Linked DNA regions of Nomascus leucogenys: region 2 is linked to region 1. Evidence: chromatin contacts called from public Hi-C data. All regions are on one chromosome and are shown on one strand. Each heading gives the region's core, a stretch centred on a gene start, on an enhancer-like site or on the middle of the called end of the contact. The rest is flanking DNA. Distances are from core to core; before and after follow the strand shown. Region 1 holds the start of PPA1 (inorganic pyrophosphatase). Region 2 holds the start of LRRC20 (leucine-rich repeat-containing protein 20).

The links. A called contact is a pair of places that touch in the nucleus more often than the background predicts.
Region 2: a Hi-C map of a lymphoblastoid cell line shows a contact between it and region 1, with 4 times the contacts expected there. The contact joins the promoter of LRRC20 here to the promoter of PPA1 in region 1. A contact is called at or near these places in 2 of 4 Hi-C or Micro-C datasets (a lymphoblastoid cell line and an unstated tissue).

The regions. Positions count from the first base shown.
Region 1 is chr18:20,280,324-20,287,180 of Asia_NLE_v1, reverse strand. PPA1 (inorganic pyrophosphatase) reads left to right here and starts at 3,397. Exons shown (of 11, transcript XM_003271198.4): 1 at 3,397-3,562; 2 at 6,426-6,484. The coding sequence starts at 3,499.
Region 2 is chr18:20,432,560-20,439,416 of Asia_NLE_v1, reverse strand. LRRC20 (leucine-rich repeat-containing protein 20) reads left to right here and starts at 2,784. Exons shown (of 5, transcript XM_030798517.1): 1 at 2,784-2,885.

The DNA of each region.
Region 1 (6,857 bases), core at 2,148-4,647:
TAGCCAGGATGGTCTCGATCTCCTGACCTCGTGATCCGCCCGCCTCGGCCTCCCAAAGTGCTGGGATTACAGGCGTGAGCCACCGCGCCCAGCCGAGGTTTTCTGTTCCCATAATGTAATGCCCTGTACTTCCTATATCATTCTACTCACCCAAATTTATTATAATTATTTGTTGAAGTCTGTCTTTCCTCTAGACTATAAGTTCTGACTATAAGGCCTAGTAGGGCTACATCCCTACCCACCTATCACAGAGCATGACCACAGTAAGTGTTAAATAAGACTTAGTTATAGATTTGAAAGTTTTCATGTTATAGGACCTGTAGGTGGTAGTTGACACCAAAGATATACATGAGATAATCTAGACAGAGAGTATCGCTCTAGAGAGAGAGAGAGAACATGAGAAATAAGAAAGACAATGATGATTAAGATGATGAAATTAAGACGGCTGAGAAGGAGAATGAGAAATGAGTAGCAAAGAAGTAGGAACGGGCCGGGCATGGTGGCTCACGCCTGTAATCCCAGCACTTTGGGAGGACGAGGCAGGCGGATCACGAGGTCAGGACTTCGAGACCAGTCTGGCCAACATGGTGAAATCCAGTCTCTACTAAAGGCACAAAAAATTAGCCGGGCGTGGTGGCGTGCGCCTGTAATCCCAGCTACTCTGCTTGAACCCGGGAGGCGGAGGTTGCAGTGAGCTGAGATCGCACCACTGCACTCCAGCCTGGGTGACAGGGTGAGACCCCATCTCAAAAAGAAAAAAAGAAGTAGGAAGAACATGAGAAGAGAATGTAGTCATGGCCTGGCGCCGTGTCTCATGCCTGTAATCCCAACACACTGGTAGGCTGAGGTGGGCGGATCATTTGAGGCCAGGAGTTCGAGGCTAGCCTGGTCAACATGACGAAAACCCATCTCTACTAAAAATATTAAAATTAGCCAGGCATGGTGGTGCATGCCTGTGATCCCAGCTACTCAGGAGGCTGAGGTACAAGAATCACTTGAACCTGGGAGGTGGAGGTTTCAGTGAGCCGAAATCACACCACTGTACTCCAGCCTGGGTGACAGTGAGACTCTGTTTCAAAAAAGAAAAAAAAAAAAGAAGAGAATGTAGTTGCAAGCCAAGGAAAGAAATTAGAGACACCCAACAGGGTCACCCACAGCAAAGGGGACAGGATATGGACTGAAAAGTGCCACTAGATTTGGTCACTGAGTGAGAAAGATAATATTTCAGAAGAGATGGACTCCTTCTTTGTAAAACTAATGTACTTAAGGAGGTATTTTCCACCTTTACATTAATTCCTCTACCCATCCATCCAGCAAAGATTCACTAAACATCTACTCTAGGCTGTGTACTGTGCTAGGCCCTAGGGAGACATGGTAGACCAAGGTCCTTTTGGGTCTATGGGCTCACTACACTTGCCTGCAAAGGAAAGTTACAATGCACCAGGGCTGGGTGTTTTACCAGAGCTGGTACTGACTGGCTCTCTGAATACATTCAGTGAAACAAGAGCCAGTGTGCAAGTCCTGGAGGTCAGTGAGACTTTATTATCTTGCTCTGAGCTGGCAAGAGGCAAAGGGAAAGTGTATGTAGAACATTATTATTGCATCATGGCTGTCTTCTTAAGTCAGTCACAGATGAGAGTCTGGGTTTTTCCAAGAAAATTGGTTCCATCTGCTCAAAGGCAGAAAAGTGATAGACCAGATCAATCAAAAGAGCATCCCCTTAAAATATTCTTTGAACTTGATCCTACTTTTTTTCTGAAACAGAGTCTCGCTCTGTCACCCAGGCTGGAATGCACTGGCGTGATCTCAGCTCACTGCAACCTCCGCCTCTTGGGATCAAGTGTTCTCCTGCCTCAGTCTCCCAAGTAGTTGGGATTACAGGCGAGTGCCACCACGCCCAGCTAATTTTTGTCTTTTTATTAGGTACAGGGTTTCACTGTGTTGGCCAGGCTGGTTTCGAACTCCTGACCTCAGGTCATCCACCCACCTTGGCCTCCCAAAGTGCTGGGATTGAAGGCGTAAGTCACCGCACCTGGCCTTGACCCTAATTATTGACTAAACTATTGCTTCGCTAATTTTTTTTCCTGCGCTTCTGTTCTAACAGCAGTAAAACAGTGTGGTGAAATGTTCAAAAAAATCAGTGAATCACAGCCTTCTGAAAATTAATGGGTGTCAGTGGGGCTTGGGAGTTGGATGGAGACAAAGGGAGGGACACCATAACTAACTGGAGATCTTACTAGGTTTTCATTTAATATTCATTTTTTACAATAGACATTGTTTTGAAAAAAAGAGTTTAATTCAAAATGTCATTAAGGCACATTATCTTTAATGCTCTAGAAAAACAGTTATTTAAAGAAATCCTGGCCATGAAATTAAAAAAATAAATACAACCAGGCATTCTTTGAAATGTGAATAATAATTTCCTAATTTATATTTAGGATTTTGGATATACTTTTTTTCTTTTACATGTATTCCTGGGGAGGTAAGTGATGCGAATATTTGCCCACTGCCTCAATCAGACTTTAGTTTTTGGGGTCTGGCCTGATATGATGGAAAATATAAACAGGAAGATCAGAGGAGCCTGTCCCTGAGAACACTCCTTCACGGGACTCTAGCTCACGCCTGGACCTTCCCAGTGCTTCCATCTGAAGCCCCTGGAGACCCAGGTGGGTTAAGTAGGGCGGCAGGGGTTGGATGGGGCGGGGGGGGGGGGGGGGACGCGGGGCGTAAATCCTCCCCCACTGGGGAGGGTGACAGTAACAACTTCCAGAGTGTTTACAAAGATACAGGCTCTGCTTCAGGCATTTGACGTGTATTAACTCGGGTAATCATCCCAGTAACTCATGAAATAGTTATATTATTATCTTCACTTCCCAGATAAGCAACGGAGTCAGAGAGATTATAGAAATTTGGAGGAGCGAGTACCTTACTGGTAGCCACTAGGGGTGTCAGTAATATGGCTCAACTTTGTTACGACGGATCAGAAAAATGCTCACCTTTAAGACCACAAGCAGAGCCTGTCTGGGGAAGCAGGTGACTTATCAACGCCTTTTGAGATAAGGAATAGGTCTGCGGGGAGGAGTGTGTGTGAATCGAAGGTGAGTTCCCTGTGTGCGTGGTCGGCGGTCAACTCCTAGCTAGTCCAAGCTTTGAGCCTGCGCATTTGCCCTCCCGGGTCAGAGCCCAAAGCCGAAGGAACAGAGCCAGCGCCGGCGGCAGCCACGTGGCCCAGCCTCTGAGCCCCGGCTGCAGTCGCGGAGGCTGGGCCCGAGGGGCGGGGCTGGGGAGTGCGGACGCCCGGGCCTGGCGGAGTGCGCCGGCGCACGGGGTTGGCCCGGCTTGGGTGGGAACACTAGCGGAGCCGCGTTAAAGGCGCTCCCCGCCCCGCCCGCCGGTCCAGTGCTCGCAGTGCGCAGGCGCGGGGCTCTGTCCTTGTCAGTCGGCGCCGCGTGCGGGCTGGTGGCTCTGTAGCAGCGGCGGCGGCAGGACTCCGGCACCATGAGCGGCTTCAGCACCGAGGAGCGCGCCGCGCCCTTCTCCCTGGAGTACCGAGTCTTCCTCAGTGAGTGTCTGCGGCCCGCGGCCCTCTCAGCGCCCGTCCGCCCATTCATTCCCGGGCCTTGCCTCCCCGGGAGGGTGCGGCTCGCGCTCGGCCCCAAGTCTCCGACGCGGGCCCGTCTCCTCGGGCGCGTTGTGGGGCCTGGCCGGCCTCACATTGCATACTTGCCGCCGCCGGTCGGGGCGGCGGGGGTCGCCTCCGGCCATCCCTCCCCGCCCAACGGAGATGGTCCCTTTCTCACGCCCCGGGGTACCCGAACCTGGGCCCAGCTAGTTTCGCAGGTGTCTGGCTCTGACAGGGTCTGATGGGAAAAGGAAATCACCGACCCACCCTAGAAAGGTGCTTGGAAGTAACATAATCCCCGTAAGAGGATTCCTGAGTTTGGAGAAACGGCGACTCCGAGGGGGGCAGTGACTTCCTAAAGACCTTAATTCCGCCGCCGTAGCTCAGATTATCCGCGCTGAGCAGAGCCAAGTCCACCCCCTCGTTTTGCCCGGATCGGGAGCCGTCTGTGAAGGCGCTGGACCGGTCCTCCGGGGTCCCGGTAGCGATCCTGCCTCTCCGCCGCCTGTTTCCCCTCAGCGCCGATGCTGGGAAACCTTATGAAACAGAAAGCTGTTTCCCTCAAATCAGACAGATGACGTCAATCTGGAAACATGACTGAGAAAGTGCCAAGTTTTTACCTTTGCAGGATTCGGCGTCTAGGGGGTACCTACCCCGGGTCCTGCACCTAGGGCTGCACGGGGAAACCGGGAGGCTGCATGCTGGCGCCCTCCACGCTCCTTACTTAGGGCACCACCTTTTTTTGGCCTTGTAGGTGGAGGAAAGCTACTTGGGGTTTTTCTTTATCCTCTTACTCCCCCCACCCCCAGCTACTAGGAGTAGATTATGGGCGATAACGGAGGCGTTCGTAAATGTGTCACCACAGGCGCTTCTATTTTAACCTCTTTACAGTTTTATTTGGAAGGAAATGAGCAGGTACCTCGAACTCTGAGTTGGTGTATGAAGGACGGAGAAGCGGGGAGTAGAGGGGACGAATGGGAATAGGCATTGAAGGAACAAAAAGTAGCCTGGTGCAGGAGGAAAAGGAAAGTGAACTGTAAAGCTTACACATCTAGCCGAAGGTTAACTATCAGGTGAGGGTGAGAACTACCCCCTACTCCCCATTTTATTTAATTTTGCAATTAAGCAGCAAGGGCGGTGCAGTAACTTTTGACTAATAATTCATGGGACTGTTTTTCTGGAAATAGTGTTGGCTCCAGAATTTCTCTGTAGGAAAGGCTTACAGAGGTGACTGTCTGGTTTGTAGGTGAGGAGTGGATCTTCAAGCTATATATGCAGAACAAACACACTGCTTTTACTTAGGTTATTTATTTGCAATTAATATTTGGTGGCCGTTATGGGAGACCAAAGCTACTCCTAGAATTTGGCACTAGCTGAAGTAACTGTTTTTATCAAGTGGAACTCTCTGGAACTTAAGAAATACTAATAATTAGAACCCACTATATAGCTATTAAATTTTAAGTGCTTTATCCTTCCTTAATAGAAATAAACTTTTTTAAGCTTTATAATATTACATTTGTCAATTTCTTTAAAACTGATAAAGAGCTGGACAGACTGCAAAGTCACAATTGGCCCTAAAGGGAGTTTTATGTTTTATTGTTTGTTTTTTGAAACAGAGTCTCACTCTGTTGCCCAGGCTGGAGTGCAGTGGCATGATCTCGGCTCACTGCAACTTCAGCCTCCCAGGTTCAAGTGATTCTCCTGCCTCACCCTCCCGAGTAGCTGGGATTACAGGCACTTGCCACCATGCATGAGTAATTTTTGTATTTTTAGTAGAGACGGGGTTTCACCATGTTGACCAGCCTGGTCTTGAATTCCTTACCTCCAGTGATCCACCTGCTTTGGTCTTCCAAAGTGCTGGGATTACAGGCGTGAGCCACCGTGCCCGGCCTCCACTTTGATTTTTAAACTTGAAGGGATGCGATGTGGACAGTCCTTAGGTTTCCTAAAGAATACTGAAGAAGTTTTAAAATTACTTTTTGGCTATAGTTAGGTCTCTAGAATATATTAGTAATATATATCTAGAATATAATAGAAATTATTTGTGAAGATGTTTGTTGCAACTTGATTATCCTTAAAGAAAGTCATAATCTAAGATGGCTGGCTGTCTTCCCGGAACACGACTTTTAGCAACATTGTTTATAATTGAGTAAAGTGGTCCCCTCCCTTCCTCCCAAATACTTCATAATGGTTCTGTAAACTTAACTGATGTAAGATCAGTCCAAAACGATTTAATCATCCAAAACAATTTAATCGCCTTTTGTGTCCTCAGTAGTCTCTGCTCTCAGTATAGAAATTAGTACTTATTAGATGCCTACAGAGTGCATAGGATGTAAACTCAGCCTAGCCTGGGAGTACAGTCAGGAGAAAAGTATACAGCCAGTTTTTCTAGTGTAAGAATAATATCTTGGTTTAAAAATGTATACTGGTCTGGTGCGGGGTACGGTGGCTCACCCCTGTAATTCCAGCCCTTTGGGAGGCCAAGGTGGTCAGACTGCTTTGAGCTCAGGAGTTGGAGACCAGCCTGGGGAACATGGCAACACTACATCCCTACAAAAGATACAAAAATTAGCCAGGCGTAGTGGCTCATGCCTGTAGTTCCGGCTACTCAGGAGGCTGAGGCTGGAGGATCACTTGAGCCTTCAAGAGGGAAACAGAGGTGGCAGTGAGCCAAGATCACACCATTGCACACCATCCTGGGTGACAGAGTAAGAGACCCCATCTCAGAAAAAAAAAATGTGTACTGTGTGCATTTAGCAATACAATTAATTACAGTAATAACTTTTTCTAATTTATTTTGCAGAAAATGAGAAAGGACAATATATATCTCCATTTCATGATATTCCAATTTATGCAGATAAGGTAAGGCATCCTTGTCTTTTGGACACAGTCTCTTTACTCAGATCAGCTAGTTCTACATATGAATTTTCTTATATGTCTCTCAATAAGTGCTTAAAATGCCTCGTTGTGCTGTGAGTTAAAGGTCCGTTGATTAGGCTGGGCGTGGTGGCTCACGCCTGTAATCCCAGCACTTTGGGAGGCTGAGGCGGGTGGAGGGCTTGAGGCCAGAAGTTCAAGAACAGCCTGGGCAACATGATGAAACCCTGTCTCTACAAAAAATACAAAAATTAGCTGGGCATGGTGGCATGTGTCTGTATCTCAGCTACTTGGAAGGCTGAGGTGAGAAGATCGCTTGTGCCTGGGAGGCAGAGGTTGCAGTGAGCCGAGATGGCAC
Region 2 (6,857 bases), core at 1,535-4,034, 150 kb before region 1:
TGAGACCTGGTCTTCCTCCTGGGCTCCAGGGCTCAAGCTATCCTCCCACCTCAGCCTCCTGAGTAGCTGGGACTACAGGCCCGCACCACCACGCCTGGCTACTTTTGGTATTTTTTGTAGAGATGGGGTTTCACCATGTTGCCAGGCTGCTCTCAAACTCGTGAGCTCAAGTGATCCTCCCACCTCAGCGTCCCAAAGTGCTGGGATTACAGGCGTGAGCCACGGAGCCCAACCCAAGAATACTTATGGAGTCCTGTGACAGATTACAAAATTAGCCCCAACTCTCTGCTCATCCCTGTACTCATATTCTTTGCAATGTGACTTTGCTGCTCCTCCCATCAGGAGATGGAGTCTATTTCTTCACCCTTGAACCTGGGTTGGCCTTGCCATTTGGTTTAGTTGATACAACTGTGGAAGTGGACTAGTGCCGATTTTGAGCCTAGACTTTGAGAGACCTTGCACCATTCCACTCTTGCTCTTGAAGCCCTGCAGCTCCATGTGAACAAATTAGGCTAGCCTGTTAGTAGATGAGATACATGCGACCTACTTGCCTCAGTTGGCAGCTAGCCACTTCTCAGAAGCAGAGCCTTCTGACTGCCTGGCGATGAACCCGTATGCATGAGGGGGTCCAGCTGAGATCAGAACTGCCCAGCTAAGCCCAGCCTCAAATACTGACCCATAAAATCATGAACTAAATAAGTAGTTATTGTTTTAAGCCACATCTAAGTTTTGGGGTGTTTTATTATGCAGGAAACACTGATGAATACAAGCACTGAACATGCGTCAAACTCTGGTATTTGCAATCAGGCAGACTCCCGGGAGTAAAGACTTGTGCAGAGATGATAGAATAATGGGTATAATGCACTAAGTGCTCTGGAGAAGCAAAAACAGTAGGAATAGAAGAGGTGGATTTGAGCTAGGGAGGGATCTTGTCTCTGTGGGGTTAGAGGGTCCAGGATGATCTGCCTGGGACAGGGGACTGGCTGAGGGAAAGCATGAATGTTGGAAACCCCAGGCTGGGGCCATCAGCCAGCAGTATATACTGAGCCCTTGCCATGGGTACAGAAACACTGTACTGGCTGTCTCAGGTCTGCGTATGGACTAGCAGGGGAGAGAAGACATCCACGTATAAAAGTTGGGTAGAAGTGTCATGCTGGTTTTCAGTGAAAACAGAAGTAGCTATGTCTGCTTTGTCCACAGTGGCAAGCAGCATCTCAGCTTGGGCAGAATGGGACTCTACCCATTAGTTATTTATATCTGGTAGTTGGTATATATCTGGCAGGGATGTGGTGTTGATGGGTTGAGAGAGGTCTCCATAGTTTTCCCTGGGAAGGCACAAGGGGTCAGAAAACATGGCTGCTTAAGTATCCACTTGACTGGTAACCCCTTGAGGGCAGAGTCTGTGTCTGATTCATGTCAGTATACCCCAAGACACAGGGCCTTACATATACTAAGCATTCAGTTTCAAAAGACTTAGTTTGGAGATATTTATCATCCTCTACTCTTTATTCCTACTAACCTATTGTAGTTTTTTCCTAGGGCTGTTATAACAAATGGACATAAACTGGGTGGCGTAAAGCAACAGAAGTTTATTCACTTACAGCTCTGGAAGCTATTAAGTCCAAAATCAAGGTGTCTGGAGGGTTAGTTCCTTTTTGGAGGCTCTGAAGGAGGAATTATTCCCTGCCCGTTCCTAGCTTCTGGTCCCTGCTGGCAGTGATTGGCACTCCTGGCCTTGGAAATGCATCAGCTGATCCCTGCCGCCATCACCACCGGTGGTTCTCCCTGTGCGTCTCTTCTGTGTCTCTTCTCTTACAAGGACACCAGTCTCAGTGAATTAGGGGCCCGCCCTACTCCAGCATGACCTTAACTCATTACATCTGCAATGGCCCTACTTCCAAATATCACATTCTGATGAACTTTAACATATTGTTGGGGGTGGAGAGGGCATAAGTAAACCTTTAACATCCATCGAGGCCCAAGGTAATGTGTATTCTTTGACTGCCTAGACCCCCTAGAGGCGGAATTAAATATTCTTTTTTCTTTGAAACAGAGTCTCACTCTGTCCACTCAGGCTGGAGTGCCGATCTCGGCTCACTGCAACCTCCGCCTCCCGGGTTTAAGCGATTCTCCTGCCTCAGCATCCCGAGTAGCTGCGGCTACAGGCGCCCGCCACCACGCCCGGCTAATTTTTGTATTTTTAGTAGAGACGGGGGTTTTGCCATGTGGGCCAGGCTGGTCTCGAACTCCCGACCTCAGGTGATCCGTCTACCTCAGCCTCCCAAAGTGCTGGGATTACAGGCGTGAGCCACCGCGCCCCGCCCTCAAGTCATATTTTATAGATGAGAACATTAGGATTGGAGACGCAGAGCCGAGACACAGGGCCTTGCATATACTAAAAACCTCAATGGGCACCCGAAGTCATCATAGGAAAAGTTCCCTATGCTCCATGTTCACGTGTTTCGAAGTATCCCTGATCTGGCTAATTCAACATCATTCCCTCGAGAAAACCCAATCTGGAGCCCCGGTCCTATAGACCCTGGGATGTACTGCACGTACCACTCTGTATCTCCGCCCTCTCAGGCGTTCTCCCTCTAGAAGCAGCACACAAAGCGGTTACTCCCTGCGGGCGGGAGCGCGCGGGCTGCCCTTCCGCGCGCCACCCCCGCGCGCGCCGCTCCCGCGCTGATTGGCTGCGCGCAGCCCAGGCCCAGCCTGCTCCCGCCGCGGCGCCGGTCCTGGCGCGGGGATTGGCGGAGTGGCCGCGCGCGCAGATCCCGCAGCCCCGCGCGCCCCGCCCCGCCAGCTCGGAACTCGCCTGGGGCGCCGCCGGAGGCGGAGGGAGCGTGACTGCGCTGCGCAGGGCGCTAGGAGGCATTGTCGCCGTAAGTGGAGCCAAAAGCGGCCCGGAGCGGGACCACACGCTTCTTGCCCCGCAAAGTAAACGTAGTCCGAGGTCAAGCGTTGCAGGGGCTGGGGGAGAGAGGGCGAGAAGTGTCCCGATTTTTGCAGCGTCCCCTCCCCTCCCCTCCCCCAGGTCACCCGGTGGAAAAGAGCAGCGGTGCACCAGCGGCGGCTCTGGCGGTGCCAAGGGGCCCGGCATGCGCGGGCTCTTGCTTGCTAACTGCACTTGGATCCCGATGGTTCAGGGGAGTGGGTGCAGAGGTGCCAGGGAATGGGGAGCTCGGAGAAGCGCTCCCGGGCGGGCCTCCATTCCTCGCGGGAGGCGCCCTTGCTTGGAGAGGCTGCTGTGTATTTCGTCCCCGAAGCGACACTTTCGGGGTTTGCTTCCGCTCTGGGGAGCTGCAGACGCCTGCTCTAGAGCGTGCCTCTCGGCCTCCGGGCAGCGTGGGAGCCCCGGGCCCTCTGCGATCACTACCATTCTTCCCTCTGCCAGCTTTATTCTCCCAGTCCCCGCCTGCCGGGCCAGCGGACGAGGTGCCATTGGCTGCAGGCACCGGGGGTGAGGCGGGTCCTGGCACGCGGGGCGGGGGGACCCTTGCCTGGCTACCGCGCGTAGTGCTGGAGGCTCAGTCCGAGGATGCCTAGATGTTAGCGAGGGAGCACGCGCTGAGCTTCCCGAACCCCATGCCACAAAAACAAGGCGCCAGCAGGTCCTGCTCTCGTCCCAGCGGGCTTCTTTCCCTGGGGTGGGAAAGTGGGTCAACTTCGTTCTGATCTGAAGGGGGGTTTGGGACTGTTTCGGTCGCTCCTCACCTCCCCACCCGCTCCCCGGCTTGGCATGGTCCAGAGCCCGGGCTGGAGCCAGCGGAAGGGCCAGCTCGCACACATGGCTCCGGAGGCTCCGGTTGCCCATCCGAGCTGCTGCCAGGCTCTAACGTTCCCAACTGACAACACCAGTAACTAAATATAGGAGCAGATGGTGGGGACGGGCTGTCGCAGCGGCTCCTTTGCAGAGGTCTCCGGACTGCAGATAAGGTAGAGTTATTGATGGTAAGGGCTGGAGTCAGGAGGCCACGTCAGGGTTTAAGCAAAAATCACTCCTCCCCCAGCCAGCCTGAGTCCAGGTGAAACCAGGTTATAGGGACAGGAGGGCTGTATTGCCAGCTCCCCCAAAGCAGGACAACGTTTTTGTCTGGCATTGAATTTATTACATCCAAACTTCCTCTCTACACCTGTTTAATTACCTACTGGTAATGCCTTGGTGTGGGAAACATGTAATGGTTTGCAAAGTCCTTTCCCAAAAGTTACATATCAGTTACTTCCCACAATAATCCAGTGAGGAAGGTGGTATTTCCATTTTACAAATGGGACTGCTCTCAACACTGTTAACTTTGCTAAACTATGGATTTGGCTGCCTTCCTCAAAAAACTTCTCTTAGTTCGCTACACAGAAGCAGAGGACAGCCTTGTAAGAGGGCTGCAGTTCCCTTCCTCAGTAATCTGGGAGCCCATTGTCTCCCTGTCTCTCTCTCTCTCCTGAATCTCTCTGCGCACCTGCTGCTCAGCCCCTGTCCCTTTCCCCTGACCATGCCATGTGCCTTCACACCCCCCTAGGCCTGGCCCTGTAGCCTTACTAGTATCAGGCTCATCCTGCCTCCCAGTGGGAAGCTTGTTCTAGCCCATACCCGGTCTTTGCCCCTTTAATCCCACAGTGGGGGCCTTATGGAAGGTGCCCAGGAGACGTTTGCTGGATTTAAACATTTCACCGGACCAGGATGCTCACTCTGAGGAACGGGGTTGGGGGGTGTGTGGACAGGGCCATGCTTTGAGGATGTAGGCAGTGTGAGTATGAGCTTCCACCCTGTGTTGACGTGTCTCTGGGATTTGGAGTGCTTTCCTTGACAATTTCAAAGGCCTACCCTCTATTGCCTGGGACTGGCTGGGACCAGTAGTGCCAGCTGGCTGGGGTGCCCCAAGCGGCAATCTGGCCCATGTGGGCTGATGGTGTCTGTTTCTCTCTTTTGGGACACTCTGTGACTCTCCACTACCACCATCCCTGCAGATGGCATAGACCAGGTACCCCGAGGAGCCCAGGCCTGTCAGCTGGACTTCATGAAACAATTCTTCCTTGTGGAGGAAGGGGCAGTTTTAGGTGAAGGGAGGATGGCTTCCTAGCTAGTTAATAAGTGTGGTAATTTTAAGCAGCAGGAACCTTTTGGGGGTCCTGAGCACGTTTGTGCTGTACTCAGAGCATCCTCCATCCTCTGGCATAGAAGGAAGGGGCCCTTCTTCCTATTGAATTGCCCTGACACTTAGACTTTACATGTTGTTTCTGTTCCTGTACCTGTGTCCACTCTGACCCACACAATAGGATGTCTGAACTTGCCACCAGTGGTGAAATTTTTAATCTGACTAGTTTTCATCAGTGGTCTAAGGCAAGGGTCCTCAACCCCTGGGCTGTGGATGGCATAGGTCCGTGGTCTGTGAGGAACCAGCTGCACAGCAGGAGGTGAGCATCAGTAAGCATTACCGCCTGAACTCTGCCTGCTGTCAGACCAGCGGCCGCATTAGATTCTCCTAGGAGCCTGAACCCTATTGCGAACTGCGCATTCGATGGATCTAGGTTGTGCACTCCTTATGAGAATCTAATGCCTGATGATCTGAGGTGGAATAGTTTCATTCCTCTCCCACTACAGTGGGAAAAATTGTGTTCCAGGAAACCGAAAAGGTTGGGGACCGCTGGTCTAAGGCACCACCTCCCCCACCTGGTGGCAGCTAGTAGAATTGCAGGCATAGTGCCTGATTGAAAGTATTCAGCCCAGGTGATCCCACCAGGGCTACCCCGACCCTGGGCAGCTTGGTGGCTTCCCTTCCTTTCTCTCTCTGCTGTGAGGCCAGGATTGCTTCAGTGCTGTTCTTCAGAAAGCTCTTCCTCATCAGAATCGCAAGTCAGAGCTGTTTCCCGCATTTCTTTCCCCCTCTTCATTCTTATCTCTCATACCTAGGAGATGCTCAGTAAATGTTTATGATTATTGGTGATGAATTGGAGATGGAGAAAGGAGGGAGCATGGAATGGTGGGAAGAGTCCTAGGCTGGGACTTAGGATACCTAGGTTTTTTGTTTTCGTCTAGCTGATTTGCCTCCCCTCTTGGGTCCTCAGCTTTCCCATTCATAAAGGGGTTAGAACAAGTCACCAAGATGCTAGCAACATGGCTATGATTTAGGCTTGGGGGTACGGTCTTCGAGGCAGCATGGTGAAGTTGTTGGGTCCAGTTTGCCACAGTCCTTTCTATTCCCTTCTGCCCTGCACTGGCTCGCCTTATGCAGATTGGCCACCTGGCACTGTTAGGCATTTGGTTTTTGACCCTTCTCAATTTAGACAGTGTCTTAGATTTGTTGTAAGAGTCTCTTGACCTGTATTCAGATTGGAAACACAAATGATGTCTGTTGATCATCACCATTAGGGGATGCTAACTAAGACCTGTGTTCAGTGTGTGGAGAGAAGCACAGTATAGGTCTATTCCCTGCCCCCAACCTGCCCACAGGCCAACGGGGGAGACAAGTGTTTGTTTGTTTATTTATTTATTTTTGAGACAGAGCTTTGCTCTTGTCGCCCAGGCTGGAGTGCAATGGCATGATCTCGGCTCACTGCAACCTCTGCCTCCTGGGTTCAAGCGATTCTCCTGCCTCAGCCTCCCGAGTAGCTGGGATTACAGGCATGTGCGACCATGCCTGGCTATTTTTTTTTTTTTGAGCCCGAGGTTCACTCTTGTTGCCCAGGCTGGAGTGCAATGGCACAATCTCAGCTCACTGCAACCTCTGCCTCCTGGGTTCAAGTGATTCTTCTGCCTCAGCTTCCCGAGGTGCCTGCCACCATGCCCAGCTAATTTTTGTATTTTTAGTAGAGATGGGGTTTTACCATGTTGGCCAGGCTGGTCTTGCATTCCTGACCTT